Regions from separate parts of the Mus musculus genome. Here all the other regions are linked to region 1. Evidence: chromatin contacts called from public HiChIP or PLAC-seq, Micro-C and promoter capture Hi-C data. All regions are on one chromosome and are shown on one strand. Each heading gives the region's core, a stretch centred on a gene start, on an enhancer-like site or on the middle of the called end of the contact. The rest is flanking DNA. Distances are from core to core; before and after follow the strand shown.

Evidence for each region. Hi-C and Micro-C count contacts between places; a contact is called where the count stands out from the background. HiChIP or PLAC-seq counts read pairs in DNA pulled down with a chosen protein or histone mark. Capture Hi-C pulls out chosen DNA fragments and counts their contacts.
Region 2: a contact with region 1 is called in an H3K27ac HiChIP or PLAC-seq map of embryonic stem cells, with 2.8 times the contacts expected there. The contact joins the enhancer-like site here to the promoter of Carm1 in region 1. A contact is called at or near these places in 4 of 39 promoter capture datasets (the C10 cell line, cranial neural crest, liver and 1 more), 1 of 484 Hi-C or Micro-C datasets (embryonic stem cells), 7 of 115 datasets of contacts at active chromatin or transcription factors (the SCID.adh cell line, astrocytes, embryonic stem cells and 1 more) and 1 of 9 other capture datasets (liver).
Region 3: a contact with region 1 is called in an H3K4me3 HiChIP or PLAC-seq map of embryonic stem cells, with 10 times the contacts expected there. The contact joins the promoter of Swsap1 here to the promoter of Carm1 in region 1. A contact is called at or near these places in 3 of 39 promoter capture datasets (liver and neural stem cells), 1 of 484 Hi-C or Micro-C datasets (CD8 T cells), 2 of 115 datasets of contacts at active chromatin or transcription factors (embryonic stem cells and large pre-B cells) and 1 of 9 other capture datasets (macrophages).
Region 4: a contact with region 1 is called in a promoter capture Hi-C map of adipose tissue. The contact joins the promoter of Raver1 here to the promoter of Carm1 in region 1. A contact is called at or near these places in 4 of 39 promoter capture datasets (cranial neural crest, liver and pre-B cells), 2 of 484 Hi-C or Micro-C datasets (CD8 T cells and natural killer cells), 3 of 115 datasets of contacts at active chromatin or transcription factors (astrocytes, embryonic stem cells and thymic regulatory T cells) and 1 of 9 other capture datasets (adipose tissue).
Region 5: a contact with region 1 is called in a Micro-C map of embryonic stem cells, with 5 times the contacts expected there. The contact joins the promoter of Pde4a here to the promoter of Carm1 in region 1. A contact is called at or near these places in 8 of 39 promoter capture datasets (the C10 cell line, cranial neural crest, embryonic stem cells and 4 more), 1 of 15 datasets of contacts at CTCF or cohesin (large pre-B cells), 4 of 484 Hi-C or Micro-C datasets (B cells, CD8 T cells and embryonic stem cells), 8 of 115 datasets of contacts at active chromatin or transcription factors (the SCID.adh cell line, embryonic stem cells, epiblast stem cells and 4 more) and 2 of 9 other capture datasets (liver and pancreatic islet).
Region 6: a contact with region 1 is called in an H3K27ac HiChIP or PLAC-seq map of large pre-B cells, with 2.7 times the contacts expected there. The contact joins the promoter of Rgl3 here to the promoter of Carm1 in region 1. A contact is called at or near these places in 2 of 115 datasets of contacts at active chromatin or transcription factors (embryonic stem cells and large pre-B cells).
Region 7: a contact with region 1 is called in an H3K4me3 HiChIP or PLAC-seq map of embryonic stem cells, with 7 times the contacts expected there. The contact joins the promoter of Ccdc159 here to the promoter of Carm1 in region 1. A contact is called at or near these places in 6 of 39 promoter capture datasets (the SN4741 cell line, embryonic stem cells, erythroid cells and 3 more), 3 of 484 Hi-C or Micro-C datasets (LSK cells and embryonic stem cells), 6 of 115 datasets of contacts at active chromatin or transcription factors (the NIH/3T3 cell line, embryonic stem cells, epiblast stem cells and 2 more) and 2 of 9 other capture datasets (adipose tissue and pancreatic islet).

The regions. Positions count from the first base shown.
Region 1 is chr9:21,544,540-21,548,601 of GRCm38.p6, reverse strand. Carm1 (coactivator-associated arginine methyltransferase 1) reads right to left here and starts at 1,708. Exons shown (of 16, transcript NM_021531.6): 1 at 1,372-1,708. The coding sequence starts at 1,594. It overlaps AB124611 (cDNA sequence AB124611), which reads right to left. Exons shown (of 7, transcript NM_001198794.1): 7 at 3,271-3,925. The coding sequence ends at 3,809.
Region 2 is chr9:21,202,091-21,206,043 of GRCm38.p6, reverse strand. It overlaps Pde4a (phosphodiesterase 4A, cAMP specific), which reads right to left. Exons shown (of 15, transcript NM_183408.3): 9 at 2,748-2,846; 10 at 2,492-2,656; 11 at 1,621-1,720; 12 at 920-1,074; 13 at 631-753. Among named protein-coding and RNA genes, the nearest start is that of Keap1, 35 kb to the left of the region's middle. Within about 2 kb of position 1,368, at least 73 of the 459 cell types and tissues checked have an H3K27ac peak or open chromatin away from gene starts, as enhancers often do. A contact at or near this core is called in embryonic stem cells, where this site is marked.
Region 3 is chr9:21,954,397-21,958,352 of GRCm38.p6, reverse strand. It overlaps Swsap1 (SWIM type zinc finger 7 associated protein 1), which reads right to left and starts at 2,600. Exons shown (of 2, transcript NM_025870.1): 1 at 2,349-2,600; 2 at 83-1,676. The coding sequence starts at 2,591. The coding sequence ends at 1,083. It overlaps Gm45914 (predicted gene, 45914), which reads left to right and starts at 2,347. Exons shown (of 1, transcript NR_132099.1): 1 at 2,347-3,069.
Region 4 is chr9:21,089,467-21,093,522 of GRCm38.p6, reverse strand. It overlaps Raver1 (ribonucleoprotein, PTB-binding 1), which reads left to right and starts at 1,524. Exons shown (of 13, transcript NM_027911.4): 1 at 1,524-1,764; 2 at 3,207-3,273. The coding sequence starts at 1,546. It overlaps Gm38431 (predicted gene, 38431), which reads left to right and starts at 1,515. Exons shown (of 17, transcript NR_038081.2): 1 at 1,515-1,764; 2 at 3,207-3,273.
Region 5 is chr9:21,164,209-21,168,432 of GRCm38.p6, reverse strand. It overlaps Pde4a (phosphodiesterase 4A, cAMP specific), which reads right to left and starts at 2,719. Exons shown (of 15, transcript NM_183408.3): 1 at 2,201-2,719. The coding sequence starts at 2,505. Gm36118 (a long non-coding RNA gene) reads left to right here and starts at 2,765. Exons shown (of 3, transcript XR_870565.1): 1 at 2,765-3,504.
Region 6 is chr9:21,987,938-21,992,015 of GRCm38.p6, reverse strand. Rgl3 (ral guanine nucleotide dissociation stimulator-like 3) reads left to right here and starts at 2,563. Exons shown (of 19, transcript NM_023622.4): 1 at 2,563-2,651; 2 at 3,057-3,167; 3 at 3,741-3,970. The coding sequence starts at 2,619. It overlaps Ccdc151 (coiled-coil domain containing 151), which reads left to right. Exons shown (of 13, transcript NM_029939.3): 9 at 8-168; 10 at 252-408; 11 at 1,059-1,214; 12 at 1,535-1,619; 13 at 1,772-2,145. The coding sequence ends at 1,890. It overlaps Gm36414 (a long non-coding RNA gene), which reads right to left and starts at 2,520. Exons shown (of 2, transcript XR_379185.4): 1 at 2,377-2,520; 2 at 1,308-1,430.
Region 7 is chr9:21,924,629-21,928,743 of GRCm38.p6, reverse strand. It overlaps Ccdc159 (coiled-coil domain containing 159), which reads right to left and starts at 1,273. Exons shown (of 13, transcript NM_025977.3): 1 at 1,016-1,273. The coding sequence starts at 1,026. Tmem205 (transmembrane protein 205) reads left to right here and starts at 1,209. Exons shown (of 4, transcript NM_178577.5): 1 at 1,209-1,452; 2 at 2,387-2,495; 3 at 2,590-2,753. The coding sequence starts at 2,396.

The DNA of each region.
Region 1 (4,062 bases), core at 459-2,958:
TTAAACAACCCAAGTTACCTGAACTTTGTCTTGGTGATTCAGACAGGATTTGCCCATGTCACCCACACTGTACTCAAACTTTGAATCCTCCTGCTTCAGCCTATAAAGTATTGGGACCACAGGCTTGTCCATCACACCCAGGTCCCCAGAACACTTTCCAGGTAAGCCCTGGTACCCTGGCTAGCCAAACACCACTGGCTTGCTTAGGGGTCTGTAGTCCTAAAGAGCTTCGTTCTTTAGTCTGTGAAATTCCCCTTTCTCTCGTGTGATCAAGGAGACCCCAGCTCTGCCCAAGCCCCCAAAGGTGCCCCACACTTGGGAACCAGACACTTCTTTCTCCTGTGTGTTTCAAAGTCAAGGCAAAGAGAGGAGAATCAGTCTGAACAGACTGCTACACACATTTCCCTTTCCAACAACACCCCATTACCAAGGAGTAGAAAAAAATTCCCACAGGTTAAAATCGATCCCATCTTCCTTGGTGGCCCCTTAAGAGCATCAGTGAACGAAATCCTGGGAGACAAAGACCAGTGAAACACAAGAGCAAATCCATCTGAGGAATCCGTCAGAAGAAAGAGTAGCAAGAGCAAGGAAGAATGAAAGGTGGAACTACAAAGCTGGGGGGGGGGGTGCACTTCGAAAACACACTAGTGATCCCCCCCCTTGTTTTCCCCACTGAAATGTCAGTTTTTGAAGCAGCTTCTGATAATGTCACCAGCTTCTCACGTTCTTAAAAAAGACAGGAGGCGCGTGGCGAGGGAGGTGGCTTGTTACCTCTTGACTTCTAAAGCCGGCCATCAGCCAGCCGGCCTTCCCCTCTTCCACGTTTCCATGGGGGATGGGCTTGGGAATCTCTATCAGGAAGGGCTCTGTCCTAAGTCCCAAAGTTTACCCACCCTGGTGGGTGTGTGGGTGGGGGATCCCGAATCCCAAGTCCTCCACAAGGGCGGCACCCAGTCTTCCCGGTGTTACACACTGAAAACCACTTTTCAAATGTCCGTGTGTGAGGAGGATGTCCCCTGAGATGAGATCCACAAACCACACCCGCTCAAGAGCCCTCCCAATCACTCCCTCTCTCCAGTCCCCTCTACAATCCCCCCAGAATCCTCGGGGCCCCACTTCCTGCCACGCGCCCCCCTACCCCACCCGCTGCAAATCTCAGGCCCGCGACTCTTATTTCCCGCGCCCCTCTTCGGGCTCCAAGGTCCCCACGCACACCCTCTCTGCTATCTCGCCCGCGGGCAGCAGGAGCCGCGTGTACAAGCTCGGCCCGAGTCCCCCCCCCCCCCCAACCCTCCGCCGCCTGCCCCCTCCCCGGGCGCCCGCGCCGCCGGCCTCGTGCGCCGCCGTCCCCAGGGTGTCCCCAGCACTCACGGCTGTAGAGGGCGATGCCCGCCGCGTCTGGTCCGGCGCGCACCTCAAGGCGCAGCGCCTGCTGCTCCGCGTGCCGCTGGATCTCGCCGTTCGCGTCGCCGATAGTGAGGAGGCGGGCGCCCGGGAACACAGACACTGTAGCGCAGGGCCCCGCGCCGCCCGGGCCCGCCACCCCAGCGCTCCCCGCACCCGGCCCCACCGCCGTCGCTGCCGCCGCTGCCATCTTAGGTCCGGCTCCAGGCCCCGCTGCCACCACGGCCACCGCCACCGCCGCACCCGGGCCCAGGCCGCCGCCGCCGCCGCCGCCGCCGCTGCCGCCGCCGCGCAGGCCGAGGCCGAGGCCGAGGCTGGCAGCGCGCCGCCTGCCGGCCACGCGACGCCTCGCCGCCGCCGCCGCCGCCACGGGCCGGCTCGGTGGCGCAGCGCCCCCTCCTGGCGCCTGAGGGAGCCGGGCGAGCGCAAGCACGACGGGGGTGGGGCCGGCCCCACCCCGCGGGAACGGTCGCTGCTTTGTGAGGTGGCTGAGCCTCCCGGGCAGGCCGGGTGAAGGCGCCTACGTTGGGAGGCGGTGCCCCGCAGTATGACACGCCCCCAGGGATGCTAAGCCCCGCCCCGAGGCAGCGTTGTGCGAACCGAGGCGCTTTGTGCCACCGCGCACAGCTCTGGAGAGATGGGCAGGGCATGCGTCGGGAGGCGGTGCTTAGCCTTCCCGGCACGCCCCCGGAATGATCAGGCGGCCCCACCCCCCGCTCCGGGCCGGCGACCGGTGATCCACGGTGATCCACAGCCCTTTGTACCACAGGGCGTTTCAGGAGGCAATGCTTGGCCGCTCGGACACGCCTCTGGGGCCAGACCCACCCACAGGCCGGCAGCGAGCGAACCACCATGCTTTGTGCCACTGTGAGCATAGCTCAAGAAAAGTGGAGAGGCGTGAGTCGGAGAACTAAGAAGAAACGCCTCCTCCAGGGCTGAGCTCCGCCCCTAGGCTGGCGTGCTGCGTACTCCCCCAGTACTCTTGGGGGTGAGGCGTTTGTCAGAAGGAGGCGCTCAGCTACTTTATACACCCGGAGGAGGGCTGGCTCCGCCCCCAGGAGGGACGGTTACTAGCAGAATGCAGACGGTGCTCTGCATCTTTTTGTCAAGGGACGGTGTTCTGATCCACGAAACCCTCCCTCGGAGAGTTCGGGCCCCTCCGGGCCAGTGTCCTGCAAACAACCTCTCCTGAGCTTGAGGAAAGACAAGAACCGTTTCCAAACCCAGGTGATTCGGCCACGCCCCCAAGTTAAGGTTCCGCCCTGTACGTTCCCAGGTAAGCTCCGCCTTGATCCCGTCCCACTGGTAAGAAAAGGCCCTGTGATAGGTGTGCTCTGGTTTGCAGGCTCGCACCCAGCTGGGGCCCCTTCCCATGCTGCTCTGGGATAAAGGCTTTTCAAGCCGCGCTCCAGAGCTTGGCCTTCACAAAGAACTTCAAGGCAGTAACTTTAATTCTTTAGCTTCTCCACTAGGACCTCTCCTTTTCACTAGTTAACTCTCAGGTCCCCCAGTGAACTCACAGTGGCCAGTCACTTGTTCACTTTTGCTGGGCCTCTTAGAACTCTAATTTACGTACCCCCTCCTGGGCCTCCGCAAGACTCACAAAAGACTCAACCCTTTCCCAAGTCATCCCTCCCATCTAATGGTGCAAGCACACAATCTCAGGCAGCCAGGACCCACAAAGTGAAGAGTAAAAACGCACTCTGCTGGGCAGTGGTGGCACACACCTTTAATCCCGATGCTCAGGAGGCAGAGGCTGGCAGTCCTTGAGTTCCAGGCCAGCCTGGTCTACAGAGTGAGTTCTAGGACAGCCAGGACTACACTGAAAAACCCTATCTCAAAACAAACAGAAAACATCCCAAAGTTAGGTGTTATGGCAGTAACTTTAATTCTAGCGATCTGGAGGCAGAGGCAGGTGGATCTATGAGTTTGAGGCTGGCTTGCTCTACACAGTGAGTTCCAGAAAAGCCAGGGCTACACAGTGAGACCCTATCTAGAAACAACAACAGCAACAAAAAATATACACATCTCTCCTAAAAATAAAACACGCAGTCTGGAAGTAAGTGACCGTTGGGGAAGCACTGGAAAGGAGTTAGAGAATGTAGACCTCTTGTGCCTGACTGGGTGTCCGGATTCAATAGTGACTTCTCCGGTGATCTGGGAATCTGTGAAGAGGTTCTGGCTCTCTGTCTAGCCTGAGGCTGATACCCCAACTCATTTTCTTGTCTTCTGTGAGGAAGGTTACAACTCTAGGAGTCCCCTTCCTTTGGCCAGTGCTTCCCTAAGAAAGCTATGGCTTGATTCCCACCCCCACCCTACCTCCACTGCCAAGTCTCTGGACAGATGTGCAGCCTCTGGCAGTGGGAGGGAAGGAACTGGATAAAGTGGTCCTCATTCGTCAGCCTCACTGGCAGGCCCGGAAAGTGCTGAACTCAGGGGGCTCCGGAGAGGATGATGCAGAGGTGGGCCTCTTCCGAGGCCCTGAGTCTAGGGTTGCCACTGAGTCTTCCTGAGTCATTTTCTTTGCCCATGGAAGAAAAGAAAAGAAATTTAAAAAACAAAAACAAAACAAAAAACCCTAAGTGGTTTTTGGTGTAAGGATCTGGGAGTTCCTCCTGTTCGAAGCTGTTGGGTACCTTCCTACCTCTTCCTACCACC
Region 2 (3,953 bases), core at 119-2,618, 340 kb after region 1:
GGGTCCCCTGTAGCTTAGGTTGGCCTTGAACTTGCTATGTAGCTGCGGATGACCTCAAACTCTGATCCTGCCCCCATCTTCTAAGTGCTGGGGACACAGGGATGCAACAGCACACTCAGATTTAGTTTCTAGTGGCTTTATTTGACTTTTTAAAAGGGGTTTCCAAATAGAGTCCCAGCTGGTTTTGGACTTGTGGCCATCCTCCAGTCTCTACTTTTGGAATGCTGGGATTAAGGGTGCTCACTAGGCCTAAGGTTTTCTTAACTCCATGTGCTTGTATGCCTGAATGTGTATGTGTGTGTGTGTGTGTGTATGTGCGCGCGCGCTAATGCACAAATGCATGTGTGTGTATGCGTGTCTGTGTATGTGTGTGCTGGGCAGGTGAATTGGAGTGAAGGAGAAAGCTGAGGCAAGAAGTGTGAGGGAAATGGAGAGAGGTGAGAGACAGCTGGGGCAAGATGGGTGTGTGGTGAGAGAAGCTGAGTGGGGTACGTCAGGGGAGAGGGTTGGAGAGAGACGGAAGAGGTTGAGAAAGAGACATATGGGAATTGACAGAGGAAGGAGGGGCATGTGTTGGAAAGGGAAGATGGGAGAGGCAATCACGAACGAGGAAGAGGGCATCTGGGGCACCTGGATACGGTCAGAGTAGTTGTCCAGCAAGAGAACTCCAGAGCTGGTCACTTTCTTCGTCTCTACCATAGTCTTCAGGTCAGCCAGAAGGGTCATGTGCTTGGACATGTCTGTGGCCAGCACCTAAAAGCAAGATATGTCAAGTCAGGGAAGAAAGCTTGCCCACCCTCCCCCTGACATCCACTCTGTTACCTACCCTGGCCCTAGATTTATTTTCCTTTGCCAAACTGCAGGGTTCTTAAGGCCCGCCCCGCCACCAAGCCCCACCCACAGCGCTGGCCCCGCCCACCATGTCGATGACCATCTTGCGCAGGCTCTGCCGCTGGCGCTTGCTGAGGTTCTGGAAGATGTCGCAGTTCTCTTCTTGCAGCAGCTTGAATCCCACAGCCAGGTGGTGGTTCTCAAGCACAGACTCATCGTTGTACATCAATGCCAGCTCCGAATCTGCAGAGTACCACGTGGTACCACCTGGGTACCAAGCCCCGCCCCGTGCGCGCCCAGTCTCCAGTTGGCTTCATTTTCAGACTGACTAGTCCCAGCCCCCTCCTCTGCCACATCGGTGCTTCACCAAATAAACCAAGCATCAGGCGCCTAGACTGTTCCTGCTCCAATCCTCCTCTGGCCGTCCTCACCCTTAGCCTAGCGGGCCCATCCCATCCTCACAAGCCCCGCCCCCACCTGGCTGGCTCCACCCCTAGCTCAGTTGGTTTAATTTCACGCCCCATAAACCAGGTTCACAGGCAGGTTGTTTCCCATCAATATATTAAGCCCCAAAGCTAGCCTTGCCAGCTCCTCCCCTAGCCCAGGTGGTCTAATCTCTACAACACAGGCTCCACCTTCATCCTGACCAGCCCCGGTTCCAGCTAGACCACCTCCATACTTTCATCCCAACGTGAGGGGCTATTCCCACCTCCATTCAACCAGATGTTGCTTCTAGGCCAAATGGCCACGCCCTGAGCCTAACTGTCTCCGCCCTGAAAAGCCACTCACTGGTGTTGATTAGGAACTGGTTGGAGACGCCAGGGTGGTCCACGTCATGGATGGCAGCAGCGAAGAGAGCAGCAAGAATCTCCAGGTCTGTGAACACGGCCTGGGGGCAGGGAGAAGAAGTGAGAGAGAGGCAGAGTCTGACACAGAGGGGACACACAAAAGGGACAGCCCAGACAGAGATGAGGAAGATGGGACTCCAGAAAGAAGAGGAAGAGAAAGATAGATGTAGTGTCTGGGCAGATGATCGCTGAACCAGTAAAGTGCTGGCTACGCAAGCATGACGACCTGAGCTTCAAACCCACACCCCACATTAAAAAGCCAGGCCTGTGGGCTGATCTTGCAATTTCAGCTTTGAGAGAGGGCTGCGTCCCTGGGGCCCCTGGCCAATCTCCCCTACTCAGTGGTTGACCCTGTTTCAAAAATGAAGGTGTTAATCTCAGCATTCAGGAGGCAGAGGCAGGCGGATCTCTATGAGAGCTGTACACCAGCCTGGTCTGGGGATGTGTGGCAACAAGTGACATCCTGACTTGGAACAAGGTAAAGGGACGGTAAGACACAAAGGAGTGTTCTCCGACCTCCACACATGCCCCGTGTGCCCCCTTACACACACACACACACACACACACAGGCCAGTAAAACAAAACAGACACTAGCAAGACTGCTCACTGGGTAAAAGAACTTGCTACTCAGGTAAACATGACTGAGTCTGGTTCCTGGATTTACATAGTAAAAAGGCAGAAAACTCCGTTCCAAAAGTTGTTCTCTGACCTCCACACATAGGCAACAGCACCCCCCAAAAACAAGAGAAGATAGGATTAGAGAAATGGGCTAGAGGAGATGAAGGGACAGACAGGAGGAGGCGGGCACTCACATCCAGTGCAGGCGTGGCCAGCAGCACATGTGTGGACTGTAGCACATCGGCTGCGTGCAGGCTGTTGTGGTAGGCCACGTCAGCGTGGTAGTGGTCCTCCAGCGTCAGCATGTATGTCATCATGGTGTCCACGGGGATGTGGAATTTCTTCAGTAAGTCCCGCTCCTGGGAGCCAGAGCAGAGCAGTGACTCCTGCTGACCCCCAATGCCCCGTCCCAGCCCCTTGGATCCCAGCCAGCTCCCTGTTCGACATCACCTGGAATATCGTATACATGATACAGCTGAGTGAACGGCCTCCAGCGTACTCCGACACACAAAAGATGTTCAGGCCCCATTTGCTCAAGTTCTCCAGTTCCTGGCAGTGACAGGGTAAGAAGTCAGGAGCTTGCATGGTTCAGGGACAGGAAAGCTACTTCCTAGGACTCTGAGCCTCATTACTGTTCACAAATTGCATAAAGTTCAAATGCATGGACATTTTTTTTTTTTTTGAGACAGGGTTTCTCTATGTAGCCCTGTCTTTGTAGACCAGGCTGGCCTGGAACCCAGAAATCCGCCTGCCTCTGCCTCGAAAGTGCTGGGATTAAAGACGTGTGCCACCACCACCTGGCTTGCCTTAAACTTAAAAAAAAAAAAAAAAAAAACCAAAAAACCCAACATATATTTATTTTATGTATATGAGTGCTCTATTTTCATGTATGCCTGCATTACAGAAGAGGGTATCAGGTCCATTGCAGATGGTCACAAGCCACCATGTAGTTGCTGGGAATTGAACTGGAAGAGTAGCCAGTGCTCTTAACCACTGAGCCATCTCTCCAGCACCACCCCTCCCACCACTGGGTTTCTTTTTGTAGTCCTGGCTGTCCTGGAAGTCAGCCATCTGTCTGTCTCTGCCTCCCTAGTGCTGAGATTAAAAGCATGGGCCAGATACATGGACTTTAAGACAGACTATATCTTTGTATGTGTGTGTGCCTGTGTGCAGGTATGCATATCCACAGAGATCAGAGGTCACCTTAAGATGTCTTCCTCAATCATTCTTCTTTGTAAAATTCTTTAAAAAAAAAAAAAGAACAAAAACAGTCGGGCATGGTGGTGCACGCCTTTAATCCCAGCACTTGGGAGGCAGAGGCAGGCAAATTTCTGAGTTCGAGGCCAGCCTGGTCTACAGAGTGAGTTCCAGGACAGCCAGGGCTATACAGAGAAACCCTGCCTCAAAAAAAAAAAAAAAAAAAAAAAAAGAAAGAAAGAAAGAAAGAAAGAAAAGAAAGAAAAAACCATTTATGTGTATGCGTATCTCTGTGTTTTACTTGTGTACAGGGCCAGAAGGTGTGCTCCATCCCTGGAGCTAAAATTGCTGTGAGCCCCTGGCCTCCTCTCCGAATCATGGATGGTGGGAGCTGAACTAGAAACCTTCGCAAGAGCAGCAAGCCCTCTTAGTGGCTGAGGCATCTCTGTAACTCCTTTT
Region 3 (3,956 bases), core at 1,351-3,850, 410 kb before region 1:
ACACACTGCTCCAAAACTTAGTGTCATATCCACTGTTGATCTCCTGCCGGACAGAAAACCCAAGTACACAGACCACCAGAGTCCAATGTGGTGAACCAATAGAGCTTTACTAGGCTTATGTTCAGGAATATGGGTGAGGGTTTTTCACGGGAGTGGAAATGACTCAGACAGATAGAGAACCAAGGCTGTCACAGTGAGAGGATTCCCAACCACGGGGCTCTCCTCCAGCTCCCTAGTTTGTTTTTGTCTTTGAGGCAGGGTCTATGTAGCCCTGGTTGGTCTGGAACTTGCCACGTAGAGCAGGCTGTTCTTAAACACATACGTACAGATCTACCTGCCTCTGTGCTAGGACTAAAGGCCTGTGCCATCACACCTGGCCCACTTTGGGTTTTGGAGACAGGGTCCAGTGTGAGCCAGCATCGCTTCCCACACCTTATGTAGCCAAGGATAGCCTTGCACTTGTGATCTCCCACCTCTCCCTCCCTAAGCTGGCCTGTCCTAAGCAAGCTAAATGTGTGCATACTCTATGTGGAGTGGATCCACTCCGAACTGTACACCCTAAATACATGTGCAAGGTCATGTGGATGACTACGTAAGCCAACACATAGAGGTAACTGGGATACGGGCACCCAAGGAATGTGCAAGAGGAGCCAAGAACAGGAGCATACTCGATAGGCCCCGCCCTCAAGAGATGAGGCTGTAGGATCAGGAGTTCAAGGACAGCCTCAGCTAAGGATCTAGTTTGAGGCTGGCCTGACTTAGAGAGCCTGCCTGGATAAAAAATGCAGCAGATAAAAAGACCTGCACTAGGAAACATGGCTGAATCTCATTGACAACGGTGAGTGGGCAAAGGAAGGCTCTGCTGGCCTTACTTATCTTAAAGGTCTCATTACTAATTTATCATTAGTGTGGAGGGCTGTGTGTTTCCACCCAAATGTGGAGGTCAGAAGACAACTTGCAGGAGTCAGTTCTTTCTACCACGAGGGTCCCGGGAATCAGTCAAATTACCGTGCCTGTTGCCAAGGGATCTTGCCAGCCCTGATGACAATAATGCTAGTTTATAAACAGAAAATCTACATTTTTCAGGTCTTTGAATCTGCACCTGTCTCTGAAGTAAGTATCCCATCCAAGGGAGACCCAGGACCAGGGAGGTTGTCACATCCCAAAGTTAAGGACTGGCTTCCAGCACTTGAATCTTTCTTCTCTGGGCTGAGCTTAGAAGCCTGGGCAAGCCATGGGGTGACCTTCATCTCTCCACAGGGTAAGAAACTCACTGACCACTCTGTCCTAGGGCTCAGTTTGCCCAACTCTAGGCTGGCTCGAAGGCAGCAATGCTGTCCCAAGCCTAGGGCATCTGGCTGCAACCAGCACTGTGCAGGAAAATATCGCTTAAGTAATGGCAGATGTGGGGCATCGGCCTCTGCTTCTTTCTGGGTTTCAAGGGCCACAACAAGCCCACAACTGCCATTGGCTCCAAGACGGTGGCTAAAGAAGGCAGCAGTATCCAGAAGCAATGCAGCCAAGTAGGCGGCTTCCTGGGCACTGGGATCCTCTGCGAGATATTCTTCCAGGCCGTCCAGGAGTAGAAGGGATGGGGTCGGTGCTGGGGCCTCATGGGCAGAGGCCAGCAGCTGGAGAAGCTCTTGAATTGAGGATGGGTACTGGAAACGAACCTTCTAGAAGATAGGAAAAGGCTAGACTTAATATAGGAGGTCAAAACTCCCTATTATGGCTACCTCACTTCTATACTTTCCGGTCTAGGCTCTCATGGTCCATATATAAAGTTCCAGGATGAAGCACCAGCTCAAATACTTCACCCTTGTCACCTGCCCTTCTCCAGCAGTTGTCACTGCTCAAGATTATTTAAGGAAAAAACATTTTTTTTCTTTAATACAGGGCCTCATGTGACCCAGGATGATCGCAAACGCGTTTTGTAGCCAAGGATGGCCTGACACTTCTGAGAACTGAATCCCAGGCATATATTATCAAGTCTGGTTAAAGGGATAGAAAGAACCCAGGGCTTCGCGCATGTTAGGTAAATTCTCTGTTCAGTTAATCCCAGTCCGTATTTTTTTGTTGTTGTTTTTGGTGGTTTGTTTTGGTTTGTCACCCATGCTCACCAATGCCGCCCGACCACAGGACGGTCTTTCACTTCATCTTAACTAAACCCGCACTGTCCCGTCCCACGACCCTACTCCGCCTCTTCCACCCACCACTTCCACAGACGCTTTATGACGATTTAGTTGTGAATCTACGATTCACGCTGCCATTTGCCTATCGAACTGTCACTCAGGCGCGAACTAGCCCGCCATTGGGTAACGCATTGCCAGGTCCAGCCCTCCGTTTACCTGGAGCCGCCAATGCTCTCGCGCTGTGGGTGTACTGAGCGGCAGGCTCTGAAGGGGCCTTCGCGTCACGAAGAGGACGGACCCGCGGCCTTCCCCTGCCGCCTCAAGGGCGGCTGCAAACAGCAGCGACGTCTGCGCAGAGCGCGGAGCGCCGAGCAACAGCAATGGCGGCCCGGCAGCGCCATCCTCTCCTGGCCTTGCCGCGCAGCCGGCATTCAGCACCCGCCTCAGCGCCTCCGCCATTTGCTGAGTGCCGCTGACCAATCAAAAGCGATATCTCATCTTGGGCCCGCCCACACAGAGGCCTCATTGGCTATAGTTCACAGACTAAGTTCGTCGCTGGAGCTGTCAGCCAATGATCAAAACACGGAGCGTGGAGGAAGTGGGTACTTTGAGGGAATTGCTGCAAGAAGCCGTGTGATCGATTAAAAGGAAAGGAAGGTCGAGGGTCCAAACGTGCTCCAAAGAGACGCCCAGGCTCTAGGTCGGAGCTGTAGAGAATGGCTCAGTCGTTACGAGCACTGGCTGCTCCTCCAAAAGACCCGGGTTCAGTTCCCACCATCTACTAGGTGATTCACAGCCATGCACAAGTACAGTGTGAGGGAATCCGACGCCCTCTTCTGGACTCCGCGGACACGTGGCACCCATATATTTATGGCCCCGCGCTTATACACACACTCATGTAAAAATAAATCTAAACATTAAAAAAAGTAGAAGCCGGTCGGTGGTGTCGCGCACCTTTAATTCCAGTACTTGAGTGGCAGAGGCAGGTGAATCTCTTAAGATCAAGGCCAGTCTAGAGAAACCGTCTCAAAAAAAAAAAAAAAAAAAAGTAGGTTCCCTTAGATATATATTGAGGTTTGCAACCAGCCTGAGTTACATGAGCACCTATCTTTAAAAATAATAATAATGATGATGATAACCAGACTTTTAGCTTGCCCACCTGCAAAATGAATATTGTGATTCCATGTGATCATTGTAATGCGTTGGTGTGAACAATTGCTGATGTCACCGAAGCAAAGTTCACAGAGACCTGTTTGCTTGTCTCTGCATAGTTGAATATGGGGAATTTTATTTTTTGGTAGGGTCCCAGACATTTTAGCCTGTGCCACTATGATAAGTTAATACAAGGCTGGGGGTGAAATTCGGGGTTTTGTCCATGCTGAGCAGGCACTCTGCCCTCCATGGGGGGAGGGGTGATTACATTTATTTAGTTGGTGTGAGTGTGTATATACTCCCATTGACACAGAGTGCATGCACTCTGAGGACAACTTCTGGGATGGGATGCAGTTCTTTCTACCCCACCATGTGTGTCCCCTGGATGACAGATTTTTAAAAAAAGATTTATTTATTTATTTTATGTATATGAGTGCTCTGTCTTCATGTACACCTACATGACAGAAGAGATCATCAGATTCCATTGTAGATGGTTGTGAGCCACCATGTGGTTGCTGGGAATTGAACTCAGGACCTCTGGAAGAGCAGTCAGTGTTTTTTAACCGCTGAGCCATCTCGCCAGCCCCTGGATGACAGATCTTCAGGGCTGGTGGCAAGAGTCCTCTAAGCCATCTCACTGGCCCCGATTTCTGGGATTTTTTAAAAATCTTT
Region 4 (4,056 bases), core at 275-2,774, 450 kb after region 1:
CCTCAGGATGCAGAACCCGAGTGGCTGCTACCACTTGAGAAACAGAAGTACCTCTGTGTCTCTCAGCACACTGTCGTCCAAAGATACAGCCCAGGGTAAGTTGTCCTGAGACAGGGGAAGACCAAGGTCCAGACTGAGAGGAGGATTGGGCCGTATCAAGTTCCAGATCAATAAAACCTTCAAGGGCTGGAGAGATGGCTCAGTGGTTAAGAGCACTGACTGCTCTTCCAGAGGTCCTGAGTTCAATTCCCAGCAACCACATGGTGGCTCCCAACCATCTGTAATGAGATCCGATGCCGTCTTCTGGTGTGTCTGAAGAGAGTGACACACATTAAATGTACTCACATTAAAAAATATAAAAATAAATCTTTAAAATAAAACTTTCAGCATGATAGTGCACACCTTTAATCCCAGCTCTCTGGAGGCAGAGGCAGGTGGATCTCTGTGAGTTCAAGGCCAGCCTAGTCTACAGAGTAAGTTATTCCAGGACAGCCACAGAGAAACCCTGTCATGAAAGACAAACACACACACACATTAGCACTTGCCCATAGACTCCTGAAAGTAGTTTTCTGGTGCTAGAGAGATCCATGTCTGTCATTATAAACTGCTGATCTTTTCTTCCTTGTGTCTTTTGCCAGTTCCTTCCCCAGCTCCTGTTTAACTTTTTGCTTCCTGTGCTGTCTATCTCTACTACCCCTACCAAGTCTGCTGGAAATGAAACTCAGGGGTTGCCATGCTTAGCAGTTAGTCCTTTTTTTCTTTGTTTTTTGAAACCCTGACTTACTATGTAGACCAGGCTGCTTAGGCCTTCAGAGTGCTGAAAATAATGCCAGCATTTGTCGTTGTTATTTGGTTGTTTGTTTTTCTTTTTTGAATCAGGTTTATCTCAAACTTGAGTTGTATAGTAGGGAATGACTTTGAACTTCAAGTCCTGCAGCTTCCATTTTGGTTTTTCGAGACAGGATGTCTCTGTGTAGCCCTGGCTGTCCTGGAACTCACTCTGTAGACCAGGCTGGCCTCGAACTCAGAAATCCACCTACTTCTGCCTCCCAAGTGCTGGGATTTAAGGCGTGCGCCATCACTGCCTGGCAGCTTCCATTTCTAAAGTGCTGGAATTGCATGCGTACATCAGTACACCTAATTTTTGTCTGTCGTTTCATTTTCTCTTTTGAGACAGGATCCTCATGAATTTGATTTCCGTTGTAACTGTGGATGACATCATAAGATCTGCCTTCCCCTCTAAAGGGCTTAGATTACAGGTGTGTGCACCTGACCAACTCTTAAGGCGGTGTTAGGGATTCACGCCTGCCTATTCTCAATCCTGCCTTGTAAGGCGGCTCCATGTTGCAGCTCCGCCCTTTTATTCAATGGCCCAGAGTCAGGGGAAGGGGGCAACGCTCGCGGGGCTGGTTCTAGCCAATACGCTGAAAGGGGCCGGGAGAGAGGCGGGGCTTCCACCAACCAATCACTACACGCGACCTCCTTGCCGCTCTATGTCGCTCCGCCCTGAGCTCGCTGGTCCCAGAAGGCGCCGGGTTTCCCAAGATGGCGGCCGACGTGTCCGTTACTCACCGGCCGCCGCTGAGCCCAGAGGCGGAGGCCGAAGCGGAAACTCCCGAGACCGTCGATCGCCGGGCGCCCGAACAAGAGTTGCCGCCGCTCGATCCGGAAGAGATCCGGAAACGCCTGGAACACACTGAGCGCCAGTTCCGTAACCGCCGCAAGATACTGATCCGAGGCCTCCCGGGGGACGTGACCAACCAGGTATGGGGGGTGGGGGTGAGAGCGTGGCGGGAAACACCACGGTGCGCGTGCGCGCGCACGCGGGCGGGGGGGTGGAAACCGGGCGGTACCAACGCTGCTGTGAGTGGGGGCTCTCCCCAGTGTCATATCCTCTCCCAGGGTCGTGAAACATTAAGAACGAAGTGGAAAGGGCATGGTTAGGAAAAAGAAAAAAAAGAAAACACTTTAAAGTGCTGGTCGACGTTGCTAGGGGCGACCATCGGACTTGGGAGAGGCCAAGTGGTTGAAGGTTGCAGGTAGTTGGAAGGGGCAGGCAGCTGTGGCCCTGCTGAAATATGTACGGGAGACTGTGAATAGATTGATTGAAATAGATTCCAACTGACCCATGCATATTCAGAGGGTTGTTTCCCTCCTCTGCCTTCGGGTGACAGGAGCTCAAATCTGGAAGTTTCAGAATTAAGAGCATGGCTTTTCTTATCAAGCATAATCGACACCTTTTAGAGGTAGACCCGGAAGTTGGAGCTGCATCCCTCAATGCCTACTAGAATTGATTTGGGAAAATGAAGTCTCCTTTCGACATGAACATGCCGCGGTGGGGGGCGGGGGTTGTATTCTGTGGCACTTCCCTGTGGCTAATCTTGTCTGCCGGGACTGCCCTTCTATTGGGAACCCATGTAGAGCAGGGTGTGCAATGCTCTTTGGACCCAAGAAAGTGGTATCTCTGTTGCCCTGCCCGGTGGTGGTGGGATAGGCCCTTTCTGATTGCTGCTAAATTGTCTGCTCACTGGCTCACCCTAGTACCCCCTGCTCTATAGGCACATGGCTAGTGAAGCTGCAGAGGTGTTGGGGAACACAATAAAGGACCAGACAAGGAATAGACACTTGTGTGCATGGTGTCCTGCATATCTGGAACTGCCAGCCCTATCTCCTTGGGCTCATACACAGGTCATTTGGTGCAAGGAAGCCAGGCAACTTGCCCTGGAAGCCAGCATTCAAAACAGCAGCCCTGTCAACATGAGGGAGTTTGGGTGGCCCCTGCACCCACACAGTGTAGGGTCAGATAAGTGAGTGGGGTCCCTGGTCAGGTAGCATGCCCCCTGTTGTCATGACAGCCCTGGCCAGGTACCCCTGGGTAGCATGCCCCCTGTTGTCATGATAGTTTGTGTGTTTCACTTCTTACAGCCTCAGCTGTTTTCCTCTTGGAGAAAATGGCTTCATAATTAGCTGTGGACCGGTTTCAACCTTGCACAGGGGAATCAGACAAGTTGGGCAGCCTCCTTGAAGGTGTGCAGTTTGAGTTGTTGGTGTTCCTAGCATGTAATCTGCAGTCTTGCCCTGCACAAGATAGATTGTAGAAGATAGCTGTATGGACAAACAGCTATTCATTTATCTGCTTGAATGGAGGGTCCACCTGTAGGCGGCCTTGCCCAGTGACTCCCCGGCTTCTGCTTGTGTCTCTGCAGGAAGTACATGACCTCCTGAGCGACTACGAACTCAAGTACTGTTTCGTGGACAAATACAAAGGGACAGGTTTGTGGGTCATGGATGGACAGGGCAATTATGACATGACAGTCCCCAGTGGTAACAGGACCTGGCTCAGCATCTGTTCTGAATTGTGGGTCCTGTGTTGTGTCAGAGGAAGCAGATCCTTGTTCTGTCTGTCCGTGTCTTAATTTTTTTGAGGCGGGGACTCACATGAAGCTGAGGTTGGCCTTGAACTCCTAGAGATCCACTTACCTGCTTTTGCTTCTTGAGTACTGTGATTAAAGGCAGGCACCACCCACCCTTGTCAGTTCCTTTATCTATTGTGTGTGTGTGTGTGTGTGTGTGTGTGTGTGTGTGTGTGTGTTAGCATAGGCAGCTAGTGTGGAAGTTAGAGGACAATGTTCTAAAGTCAGTTTCCCCTTGCTGAGGCAGGATCTCTCGTGGTTCTGTCTTGCTGTATATTCTGGGCAGTTCTATCTTAGACTATGAGGAGGGCTGTGATGACGGGTGCATAGGAGAGCATGCATATACTCATGAGAGTCTGGGGCTGGAACTCGGGCTTAGGTATGGCAGCAGACTCCATTTTCCAGCCTTCTTCTTTCCTTTCTTTGAGGCATGGATTTAGGCTGTAGCCCAGATTGTTCTGGGGTTCATGGTGTGCCCAGTATCCTAAAGCTTGTAGCATTCCTTTAGCTTGTACCACTCCTTTGCCTTTTCTTATGTTGTAGTTTTCTTTATTTGATGTGTATGGGTGTTTTGCCTGAGCACCATTTGCGTGTTTGGTGCCCACTGAGGCTGGCAGAGGGCACCAGATTTCATGGAACCAGA
Region 5 (4,224 bases), core at 1,470-3,969, 380 kb after region 1:
CAGAGGCCACCAGCTCCCGCAGGGAAACCGAAACCCGAGCTGACTCAGGGACTGCCGGGATTCCTGTTTTTGATTTCTCACTACAGGACAAGCGTTTCACTGTGGCATCCTGTTTGCCTCTAAGTCCAGAGGCCTCAGCAAGGATCTCTGCAAAACCCTTCTCACACCGATTCCTGCCCGGTAGTGCCTAACCGGAAGCCACGGTTTAGAGGATGCTCCTGCAAAGGGTACCTGAACCAGAAGCTCCGAGCCGCTTGTCCGAGATTGACATAGGAGAAAGGAATTTTTTACTTCTTTGATCTGCAGTCTCCTCACCAGTCCAACAGGGATCCCTCACAGGCTGCTGGCAAGGAGGGAGGAGGTAAAGAGGTAAAGGGGAGGGGTAGAGAAAAGCAGAAAAGGCCCCAGGAGCGAGCCATTAAGGAAAGGGCATCCGGATTGTAATTACTACCACTCAGCCTGGTCACCAGACACCAGGGGTCCAAGAGGTCCCCAGGGCCTTAAAAGGGAATAGGGCCTGATTTCTGGAGCTCCACCCCCTGCGCCCTCAGAGACTCCAAGTCTCAGGCTTGGCATTTCCTGTTGATGTGAGGTTTGCTTTTTTTTTTTTTAACAGCTTCTCTCTACTAGTTCCCTCTGGTGGTGGGGGGGGGGGGGGACAGGATCTCAGGAGCCTGACACTTGCTTCCTGGTAGGGACTCAAGCTGCTGGGACTGAGGAGTACTAAAGGAAGGGGTGTCCTTGGAGTGCTGGAGTGCTGTAGGAACTGGGGGGGGGCTCCCCAGAAAGATGTAGGTAGACTGCAGTAATAGTCTAAGGGGGCCTGTTTTAGGACTCAGGCAATAGGCAGTTGTGAGTGAATGTAGGAAGTCCATCACCCCGGGGCCTGGTGAACTCAGTCAGAGCCCCGAGGCTCCACTTACAGTGGCTGTGATCACTGGGACTATCTATGTCAAGAAGACACTGGTAATTAAGGTACACAGGGCAGATGATGCATGGCTTATCGGCCAGAGTAATGACTGTTAGAGCTGCCACTAGATAGAGGTGACAGCATGACTGAGCTGGGTAAAGTGGTGCGCATCTGCCATCTCAGCCCTTAGGAAGCCAAAGCAGGACCGTCACAAGTTCAAGGCCAGCCTCGGCTGACCACAAGAGTGGTCACATTGTCTCACAGGGCCTCAGGGAAGGTTGGCACATATAACAGCCCCAAAGCTCTGAGTCTGTGGAACATATCCTGCCAGCAAGGAGGTGTCCCCTGGAACATGGAAACTGTCGATCTGCTGTCCTTGAAGCAAACAGTCACTATGCCACATTAACCATGGTCCCACAAGGACACAGTTACTCTGTCACCACCACAGACACTATGGCAGAGCCAGCCATCACTGTCATCATGTCACAACTGCACTCTGTGGAGTACAGATACAGCCATGCTGTTACAGCTCTGTGACAGACACCAACATAGTCACCCTGGGACAGTTACAGAAGCCCAGAAGCACAATGCCACTGTCACAATCACTGTCTTCATAGCAGAGTTAGGCAGAGCCCCAAGTACAGGCAGCCCCAGCCTGTCACACACAACTGAAGACCCCTCCCTGAGGCTACCATGGCAGGAATCCCAGCTACTCTACACACCTTCATCTGTCACTTCAGAAAGGTGGGAATTCTTCTTTGATGGGACCTCACATGCCCTTGGCACAGGTCCATGGGGCACCTTGGGGTGCCATGAAGCCCTAACTGCCTGGCTAGGGCTTGTTCCAAGTCATAATACAGCCTGGACTAACACCAGCTACTGTAGGGCTGCCCTGATCCAATTCTCCACCCACTAGCGTCTAGTGTGCTACCCCATGGGAAGTATCCAGCGTGGTTCTTCAGTCACCCCTTATCGAATGTTCCCTAGGACACCCCACAATTAGTCCAGCCTCAGTCAGTCTCTCCAAGAGGTACTCCCATTCCAGCAGCTGCTCTGTACCATTACTGGCTAAGCTTGTAGAGAGCCCTAAAACAGCATGGATCCCCCCGACCCTCAACTTTACCCTGGGTATCCCATAAGTTAAAGGGCTTCTGGTGCAGTGGCGCCCCCTCTCTCCACCCACGCGGGTCACGCTGGCCCCCCCATCCGCCCCACAGCGCCCCCTTTGGCCAGCATTGCGCGTGGCGCCCCTCGAGCGCTTGTGCGCTCCGCTCGCCGGGGGAGTCTCACCGCCTACTGCTGCCTCCGCCGGTACCGGTGCCGTGGAAGGACGAGGGCCAGGACATGCGGGTAGTCCGCAGGCCTGGCCGGTCGCCAGTGTCCACGGCGTCGGCGCGCTCTATGGGCCGGTGCGGCGAGCGCTCTGGCTCTGAGCGCTCGGCACTGTCCGAGTAGCCGCGCTGCTGGATGCGGATCGGGGTCCTCGGCTGCCGCCACAGGTGCTGGGGGGGCGGCTTCAGGGTGGCCTGGCCCTCTCGGGGCCCGGGAAGAGAGAGAGACAGGCTCCTCTCCGAGGGGGCGGCCGGAGGCTCCATGGCTCCCGCTCTGTCTTGTGGGGTGCCCGGGGGCAAAAACGTCCCCTGGCCTGTCCGAGCTCAGTGGCGCCACGGCCGAGGTGCTTGGGGACCCACGGGAGCTCCTGGCCTCAGTGGGGCCATGGCGCCCAAGGACGGAGAACGCGGACGGCGGCGGCGCCGGTGTCCTCCTGGCGCTTGGAGCCCGCTGCGCTCTCGGAACCCGGCGCCAGCCGCGACTCCCCGCCCCGGCCCGCCCCTCCCTGCCCCCCCACCCGCCCGCCCGCCTGGCGACTGTCACAGCGCCACCCCCTCCTCCTCCAAGGAGAGGAGGGTGGCGGTCCTCCACACCCACGCACAACCCATTCCCGCCGGGGAGGGGGCGCCAACGCGCGCCAATCTCCAAGAGCCCTTTGGAGCAGCAAACAACGCACAGGGACCGAAGAGTTAAAGGGTTAATGGCATCGGGACGAAGACATCCGACTGGTTGGCGGGGTGTCACTCAGCCGCATCCATCAAGGCTAGGGCGGAGTCAGGGGCTGTCGTATCCTCGTTTTTAGAACCCCTGTCACCCTTTATCCCAGGTCCCCTTTTGCGGGAGTGGTCCTCGTGCCACCAGGACGCGGTGTCTGCAAGCTAACAGTATTGCACGCAGGACCAATGACAGCGTGTGGCTCCTCCACCGCCTGGCGGGATGTGAGCGCACGTGGCCCCTTCCGAGGGTTGTCTATGTTTTCGATGACGCCTGGAAGTGTGTGCGCGCACGTGGTGACTGCTCCCGCTGCTGCTGTCGGGGGGGTGTAAGAAGGCGCGCGCACGTGTACGACCCGTCGGGAGGGCGGAGCGTCCCGTGGGGTCTGTTCCGGTGGCCCAGGACTGTGCACACCTTCCCACGCACTCCGGCGCTGTATTGTCATTATAATGGGAGGATGCTGGTGCGAGTTGTGCACGTGATTCTTCCTCAGTTGTCTGTGACTGAGGACGCATGTTGGTGTATGGTCGGCCTGGAGGCATCTGGAGGTATGGGAGTGTGTCCCTTTGGGTCCCCCTGTGACTAATATATAGGTATCGCTACCTCTTATCTTTCAGAATTTTTAAATTACATTATTTGTGTGTGTGTGTGTGTGTGTGTGTGTGTGTGTGTGTGTGTATGGGAACTCGAGTCTCCCACTTCATCATCCAAATGCTACATATCTCAACTACTGCAGCAAGATTTGGTCCAGCTGTGCACCCTCAGTCCTTGCGAATACCCATTAGATGCCGAGGATAGGAGAGGACAGAGGACATTCTGCAGAAGTCAGTTCTCTCCTAACGATTCCCTAGTGGGCCTTGGGAATCGAATTCAAATAGGCAAGCTTGGAGGCAAACGCCCTTACCCACTGAGAATCCCGCTGGCCCAATCGCCGCCCCCTCTTCTTTTAATTTTTAAAGACTTTAAGCTGTTCTTCGAAAGGTAAACTGAGGCAGGTGGGAGGGGTAGCTGGGATAGGAGAGCATTGGAGGGTGAAACCCACCCCTGACGTTTTCAGGCGAGTAAACAATCGGAGCCTTTTCCCCGCGTCCCCCGCCCTCAGAACCCCCCTTCCGGCACCTAAATCCGGAGTTGCCGTGACTCACGCTCCCGCCTCCCTCAGCGCCGTGCCGAGCGAACGAGCAAAGAGCGAGTGGGAATCCGAGCGAGTCGCCATCCCTCCTCCCGGCTCTGGCTGAGCCCCGATGGCTGCTGGGCTGGGGGGTGGA
Region 6 (4,078 bases), core at 1,314-3,813, 440 kb before region 1:
TCCGCAGGCGGTAGTGCGCAGGTTCCTGGCCCAGGATGAGACCTTCACACAGTTGGAGAATCTCAAGAAGGACAATGAACTGGCGTTGGCGAAGTTGAAGGAGGAGAAGCAGCGGCTCCAGAGGGAGCTGGAGAACCTCAAGTACTCGGGGGATGCTACGCTGGTGAGGTGAGGCTTCGGTGGCTGAGGGGAGGCTACGGGGACGCTGGAGTCAGCCATTGGCAGCTGCTGAACCTCCTGGCTCCCGGCAGCCAGCGGAGGCTCCACGAAGAGATGCAAAAGACATTCAAGAAGGAGGAGCAGCGTCACAATGATGTCCACGAGAGACTGGAGCACACCTCGCGAATCCTCCAGTTGGTCAAAGATTGCTTGGAGCATTTGGCCAACAAACTGAGTCACGTAAAACTGGTAGGCCCCGCCCTTTTAAATAACCCCCATTGATGCTCCGCCCCGGGGAGGCCCCACCCCAAGGAGCTCCACCCCAATGGACACTGTCCCTGGGAGGCCCCACTGCAGAACCTCTTCCACATTGAAAGCCCTAATCCATGCCTGGCAGCCCTGCCCATGTCCTCCCAGAGCGTCAGCGCAGTTGGCATAAAGATGCCACACAAGCCATAGGCTCCCAGCCCTGTCTCCTGCCCAGAATGCAAAGTTCCACACCATGCATCGCTGTCTTGGTCCTACATTCCGGGGGAAGTCCTCTTTTGCTCAGTCTCAAACTCTGACTCTAATGGGCAACCATCAGCCCAACTCAGGTGTCCCATGTCTATGGGGCGGTGCGGCCCTGGGTGAAGAAGGTCCCACTTTGTCCACAAGAGCTCCATTTCTTCAGAAAACCACCCTCACACTGGCCTAGGTCGTGTCATTAATCTCAAAGAGACCTCCATGTAGCTCAGATTCAAAGATTCCACCCTCAAGGCTAGGTTTTCATTTTAGAGGCCCTGCCCAGTAGTGGTAGACACGCACCTCAAAGCTATGAAAGCCCACTTGTTGGGTGAATCGTGTCCCCACCTAGGTGCACGGTATCTCTCAGCTAACTTGGCCCGTCCCCACCACAGGATGATACGGTATTGGCAGGAAAGAAGTTAGACCGGGACTCAGAGGACTACGCTTACAATCTGCTGGTAGTTGTCCAGGAAAAGCTGCTGAAACTGCAGGACCAACTGGAGAGCCAGGACGTGCCTGAGTTGCTGCGACACATAGCAGACCGAGAGGTTCACACACATCCTCCGCGGCCAGTGGGGACCAAGGCAGGGGGTGGGGGTGGGGGTGGGGGAGGGAGGGTCGAAAATCAGAGAGCAGACTGACATAGGAAACAGGTGCTGAATGGGCGTGAGCTTCATAACCAGAGTAGCGAAGCCTGGACTGGGTGGATCTCAGGTGGCAGGGCCTCCGAAACCAGGCAGCGAAGGGTGGGCAGTGATCTCCACCTAGAATCCGGTAGAAACTCAATGTAAGGTGCACGGAGGTGGAACAGAGCCTCACTGCCATCCCACATCTCTCTCCGGCCTCCCCCTACCCCCCCCCCCCGCAGTTCCTGGCCACGCTAGAAGGAAAGCTGCCCCTATACAACACCCGCATCCTTCTGCCCGTCGCCAGTGTCAAGGACAAGTTCTTTGGTCAGTGTGGGCCAAAGGGGGATGAATGGGAGGGGCGCGAGGTGGCCTTAAGTCAAGGCCAAGGAGGAGGTGCATGGTGTGGCGAAGGCTGGGAAGGGAAAAAGAAACGGTCCCTCACCCTCCCCATCACCCACCCCTGCCTCTCTCTGTAGATGAAGAGGAGAGTGAGGATGATGACCGTGATGTGGTGACCCGCGCTGCCTTCAAGCTCCGTTCCCAGAAGTTAATCGAAGCCCGCAGCAAGAAGCGCAATAGGTTGCGCAGATCTTAGACTCGCAGTCAAGTCCTATCGGATGCCTCCGGGACTCTAGGGAGCCCTCCGACCCTCTGGGTCCACCTACGGGTGGTGTGTGTCTGGGAGCCCCGGAGGCTCCTTCAAGGGCTTGGAGGAAGCTCAAGCAGGGAGCACCGCAGGCCAGCAGCGCCCGGAGGAGAGAAAAGGCCGAGCCAGAAGTTCCCACAGTAAATCTCTCGAGGCGGGTTGGTGCCCGCCTCGGAATCGCGCAATAAAGGTCACTGAACAACCCCCTGGGTATTCACCTCTTTTTGACCCTGCACCGCCCCCAAAAGGCTGCCCCCACAAAATGCAGGGCCACAGACACTTCGCGGCTTCTAGCCTGAGATGGCATGGCTTCCATCACCTATGGTACAGATTCAGTGTGCCCTCCTTCTCCTCCAGACATAGGAGACACCCTCGACACCTGGGATTGATCAACCCCAACCTAGTATAAAGCACTTCCCTCCCAGGGACACAGACCTGTTGTCGTGTCCCCTGCACCCATATGTCTGAGTGACAGATTGACCCGCACTTCTGGGAAGGAACGGGACTTCTAGGCTAGCCTGGGTGCGGGGATGGGGTCCGGCTGGGGACCTCTGGAATTGTGGGACCGCCTTGCCCAGCCCCGCCCCACGACTGGACGCTCGGCTGCCCCGCCCCACTGCCCGCTGGCCCTTCCGCTTCACTCAGCGGCGCCAGGGAGCAGGACGGGCACCGGGGCCATGGAGAGGACAGCGGGCAAAGAGCTGGCCCTGGTAAGAGGAAGCTGGGGATCCTCGGACCCCACGTCCCTAGTGTACCCCCAGATTCAGAAACTCCAGGCGACCGCCCCTCGTTTTCTAATCTTTCTGCAAAATGGATGTGCCTTGGAGTCCCCATTTGGGGATTCAGAGTTCCTGACCCCGTGAAGCGGCTAGTTTGGGGGATGGGGACGGGGGTCTGAGGAATCTCAGGAGGAGGTGACAGATTCTTTGTGACATTGGACTCTGGGATATCCCCAAATGATACTCCATCCACTCAAGACCTGGGAGAAGGGTATCCGTGGCGAAGACCTGGGATCCCACCCCGAGTCTTGAATACTCTGTTCGGGAAAGTGGGCCAAACATAAAGGCAGGGGGCTGAAGCCGGAGGGACTTCCCTGAGCCCGCCTCCACATCCAGGCGCCGCTGCAGGACTGGGGCGAGGAGACCGAGGATGGCGCCGTGTACAGCGTCTCCCTGCGGCGGCAGCGCAGCCAGCGCTCGACCCCAGAGAGGTCTGGAGAAGGCCAGGTGAGGAAGGGACTGAGGCGAGCAAGTGAGGGCGGACTCAGCTCAGGGGCCTGGGAGTTGGGAGGAGAGGGGGAAGCTGGAGAGCTGAGGGTGAGCCTCCCTAGAACTACGGGGCCAGGAGGAAGGGCGGAGCTAAGAGGCGACCAGGTGTGTGGAAAGGGCCTGGGGGCGGCCAGGTGACTTGGTTTGAATCCAGGAAACGGGGTGGGGCCAGGTGATAGCGCTCCCCCCAAAGGCGAAACTGACCGGCAGGGTGCAGGAAAGCAGAACGGAGGAGCGGCCAGGTGGTGATGGGTGGGACTCAGGCTTGGCCAGTGAAGCTTGGCTGCAAAACTGCCTGAAGCCTGGGGTGGCGGGGTGAGGAGGGCACAGAGGGAAGTGCTAGAGTAGTGGGGTGTCCTGCGGGGTTGATGTGAGCATTGCATGATTGGTGTATATTTAGGGAGTCTCGGAGTTTCAGAAAAGGACACAGTCACACCCCCCCAAAAAAAGTGCCAGAGATGGGTATAATTGGAAACAAGGTGCTTGGAACGCTCCTCACCTTATTTCATTCACTGCCCCACTCCCCCGCAGACCCCCATCCCGGCTACCGACACCTTCCTTCATTACCGAACCAGCAAGGTGCGGGCGCTGAGGGCCGCCCGACTGGAGCGGCTGGTGCATGAGTTGGTGTCCGGAGACCGCGAGCAGGATCCTGGCTTCGTGCCTGCCTTCCTGGCCACCCACCGGGCCTTTGTACCCACAGCCCGCGTTTTGGGTTTTCTGCTACCCCCGCCACCGCCGCCGCCACCACCTCCTGCTGGGTCAGTCATTTTCAGGAGACCCGCATGTCCCCATCCCCAGAACCCCATCTACCTGCGCACACACACATACACCTCAAATTTAGAACCGAGGTCCTAACGCCCTATAGC
Region 7 (4,115 bases), core at 24-2,523, 380 kb before region 1:
AAGTGAAAGTCAGAGGAGAGGTAAACCCAAACGGATGCCCAGTGACCAGCTTAAAGGTGGGAAGAGAAAACCAACTGCGTAAAGTTGTCCTCTGCCGTGCGTGCCATGACACACGCACTCGTAAGACATGTCTCATGCACAACAAGGATAACAAGGCTTTATATTTAAAAAGGGGACAGAAAGTAGTCACATGCCTTTAATCCCAGCACTCAGGAGGCAAAGGCAGGCAAATCTCTCTGAGTTCGAGGCCAGCCTGGTCCACTTAGTGAGTCTCAGTCAAGTCAGGGCAAGAGACCCTGTCACAAAAACCTTAAAAAAAAAAATGGCTTGAGAGTTGGTTTAGCTGCTTTTCCTGAGTACCCAGGTTCAATTCCCAGCACCCATAGGGTGACTCACAACCGTCTGTGTCTCCAGTCCCAGAGGATTTGATGCCCTCTTCTGACCTCTACAGGCACTAGATTCGAAAGCAGTGCCCAGACATATATACAAGCAAATCGTTAATACACATAAAAATTTTTTTAAATCTGAAACAAACAAAACACATAAAGGACAGGATGTGGTAGTTCAGCCCTTTTAATCCCAGAACTCAGGGGGTCCCTGAGTTCCAAGCCAGCCTAGTCTACAAAGCTAGTTCCAGGCCAGCCATGGCTACACAGTGAGAATCTATCTGGGAGGGGAAAAAATTATATATACTATATTGGGCTGCCCTGATTACACAGATTTAGTCCAATGCTTGTAAATGAAATTTGTTCTAGAATGTCACCTGAGGACCACAGATACCCTCGAAGATTAGAGCGGGAAAGGAAAGACACATTTCTGAGCGTCACCACCAGAAGGTCCCCAACCTTGCCTGCCCTCCCCACAACCCCAATTGAATCTTCAGCTGTCCCCTTCTCCAGAAAAATTTTCGAGCTTGGAAGCTTAACCATTGCTATTAGTCCTAACCCCTTGTTCTGTCAATCTAACACCCTTCCAGTCTCCCCATTCTCTTCCATTCCCACCTACTACAGCATACCACCCGTTCATGCTCTCCCATCAGGGACCACGAAGCCAGTCCCCAGCTGTGACGCTGAAGTTTTGATCCCCTGAGGACACCATCGTTGGAAAACGAGGGGAGGCCAAAGGTGGAGTCACAGAGAAGGGCGTGGTCCTCCCATAAGCCACGCCCGTTCACTCCGCTCAGGCGCGGAGCTCATTGGCGCCTGCGCATCTTCGGTGAGACTGGATGAAGTCCGGAGAGGCGAGATGGCCAGTTGATTCCCGCAAGCCAACTGGGCAATCCCTAAGTGGGAGAGTCCAGAGGAGTGAGAGCTGTGATCTCATTGGCTCTGGCTGGGAGGTGGGGCGAGGCCTGCGGGGCGGAAGAAAACCTGGGAAATCTCAGGCAAGCCGGAGCTGCACTGGAGCTGCCACGGTTCTTGGTCCCTACGCCTGAGCTCGTGTGCTCCAACGGTGGGGTCAGATGGGGCTCCGGGGGTGTTTTGGGATGTTCTTAGAATATCTCGGGTTCCGGATGAGGGCTCTTAGATGTCTGCAGAGCTAGGGTAATCCCTGAAAACCTAAGTATGTGAACTTGAGCTGCTGGGATTCAAGCTTTTGGGGTGCAGTGGACATTGTGGTTTAGAGAGAGTCTTTTGTTCTAGAATTTTGGTTTTGAGACAAGGTCTCATGTATCTCTGGTTGGCTTCCAACTCCTGCCCCTCCTGTTTCTACTTTTGTGCTGGAATGACAGACTAGAACCAGAACCTGTTTTATGCAGAACTGGAGACGGAACGCGAGGCTTCCTGCACGTGAGGCAAACGCTCTGCCCGCTGAGCCATTTGCTCAGCTGGACCTGAGATGTTTGCTTGCTTCCTTATTTTGAGAGAGTCTCACAGTATGTCAGGCAGTCCTCAAACTCAGTGATTTTCCTGCATCACCCTCTGATATGTTGGGGTTACAACTGTGAATCACCAGGCCAGTTTCTACGTCTTTAAAGGCTTTTTGGAATTGAGGAATCTTTTTCTAACTTTGAGCTAGAAAAGTGGCAACTCCCCTGTCTCCGTCTTCCAAGTGTTGGGGATTTACAGGTACAAGCCTTCATGTTGGGTGATATTATTTACTTATTATTATTACTATTATTTTGCAAGTATGGAGGATAGCATGTAAGGCCAGCACCAACAAAGTCCCTGACCGCAAAGCCACGATTCCAGCCCCAAGCCTGAGCCCAGATCGACTGGTTGGGCTTGAGATTGTCTAGGGTCTACTTTGGGTCTTCCAACTGCCATTTCCAGGCTGTTTTCTCTCATCTTTGCACCAGTGTGAGGCTGGCCCTATGCACTCTCTGCCAAGGCCTCAAAGCTCGGGGGTCGAAGGTTAAGCTGAGTCACCACTGTTTCCTTCCCAGGGCTGCAGAATGGAAAAAGGAGAGGACCCGGGAAGTCTGATTAAAGTCATCCACTTGCTGGTCTTGTCTGGTGCCTGGGGCATGCAGGTGTGGGTGACCTTTATCTCAGGTAGGGACCCTCCAACCTGTTATTTAGAGTGAGGACTGAGTAGGAGGGGGACCCGGAAGCAACCTAACGGTGTTTGTGGCCCTCCACCTCCCAGGCTTCCTGCTTTTTCGGAGCCTCCCGCGGCACACATTTGGACTGGTGCAGAGCAAGGTCTTCCCAGTCTATTTTCACGTCTCCTTGGGCTGTGCCTTCATCAACCTCTGCATCTTGGCACCACAGCGAGCCTGGATTCACCTCACACTGTGGGAAGTCAGTCAGGTATGAGGATTTGAGAGTCCTCAAGACTCCAGTGAACACTTAAGGAGATTTGTGTTATTTCAGTGTGTGTGTGTGTGTGTACATTCATGTGCACATGTGTACAATCTTATATAGAAAGACCAGGGGTTGGGGTGGGAGATTAAAAAAAAAAAAGAAAGAAAGACCAGGGATTGATGATAGGTGTCTCCCTCTAACATTCTCATATATAGATATAGATATACACACACACACTTTTAAGACAGGCTTTCTCCGTGTTACCTTGGCTATCCTAGAATTTACTCCCCAGCCCTTTATCTGATGCAGTTTTCACAGTGCTGGGATACCTAGAGCCTTGCACATGCTAGGTTTGCATTCTGTAGACCAGAATGGCCATGAACTCAGAGATCAGCCTGCCTCTGCCTCCTGAGTGCTGGGAGTAAATGTATGTGCTGCCACCATCTGGCTTATTTATTTATTTATTTATTTATTTTTGTTCTTCTGAGACAGGGTCTTTCTACAGAGCCCTGGCTGTCCTGGAACTCACTCTGTAGCCCAGGCTGGCCTCAATCTCACAGAGATCCATCTGCTTCTGTGTTCCAAATGCTGGGATTAAAGGCCTGTGCCACCCCACCTAGCTTATTTCTTTTTTTTGAGAAAAGGTCTCCCATTGAACCTGAAGCTCTCGCTGATTTAGTCAGACACGCTGGCTGGGAATCCCCAGGGATCCTCCTAGCTCTGTCTGTTCATCACTGAGACGGTTGGCATGAGCCTCCATGCCTGGCTTTTTAACTTGGGTGTTGGCTGATTGAACTCAGGTCTCATGCCCACATGGCAAACCCTTTACTGACTGGACCTCCCCAGCCCTTTATCTGATGCAGTTTTCACAGTGCTGGGGATACCTAGAGCCTTGCACATGCTAGGTTTACAATCTACAAGGATATGAGGTTTGTTTTTATTTTTTTACTTACACAGACAGTAGTGTCTTTATTTTTTTGAGACAGGGTCTTGAACCCGGTATGTGGAAGTGAGTTTGAACTTCTGATCCTCCTGCCTCCTGAAATCACAGACATGTTCTACTACACATAGTTTTATGAAATGTTGGGAGTCAAACCCAAGGCTTTGTGTATGCCAGACAGGTACCCTACCAAATTAGCTCCCATCACCTGTGATTTTTTTTTTTAAGATTTATTTTTATTGTTTTGTTTTTGTTTTTGATAACAGAGTTTCTTTATGTTTCCCTACCTGTCACTCAGTGATCCACCTGCCTCTGTCTCCCAAGTGCTGGGGTCAAAGGTGTGCACCACCGCCACTGGGCTTTGGTTATTTTCATTTATGTCTTTAGGTAGGTATGGGCATATGTGTGTGGGTACCCTTAAAGGTCAG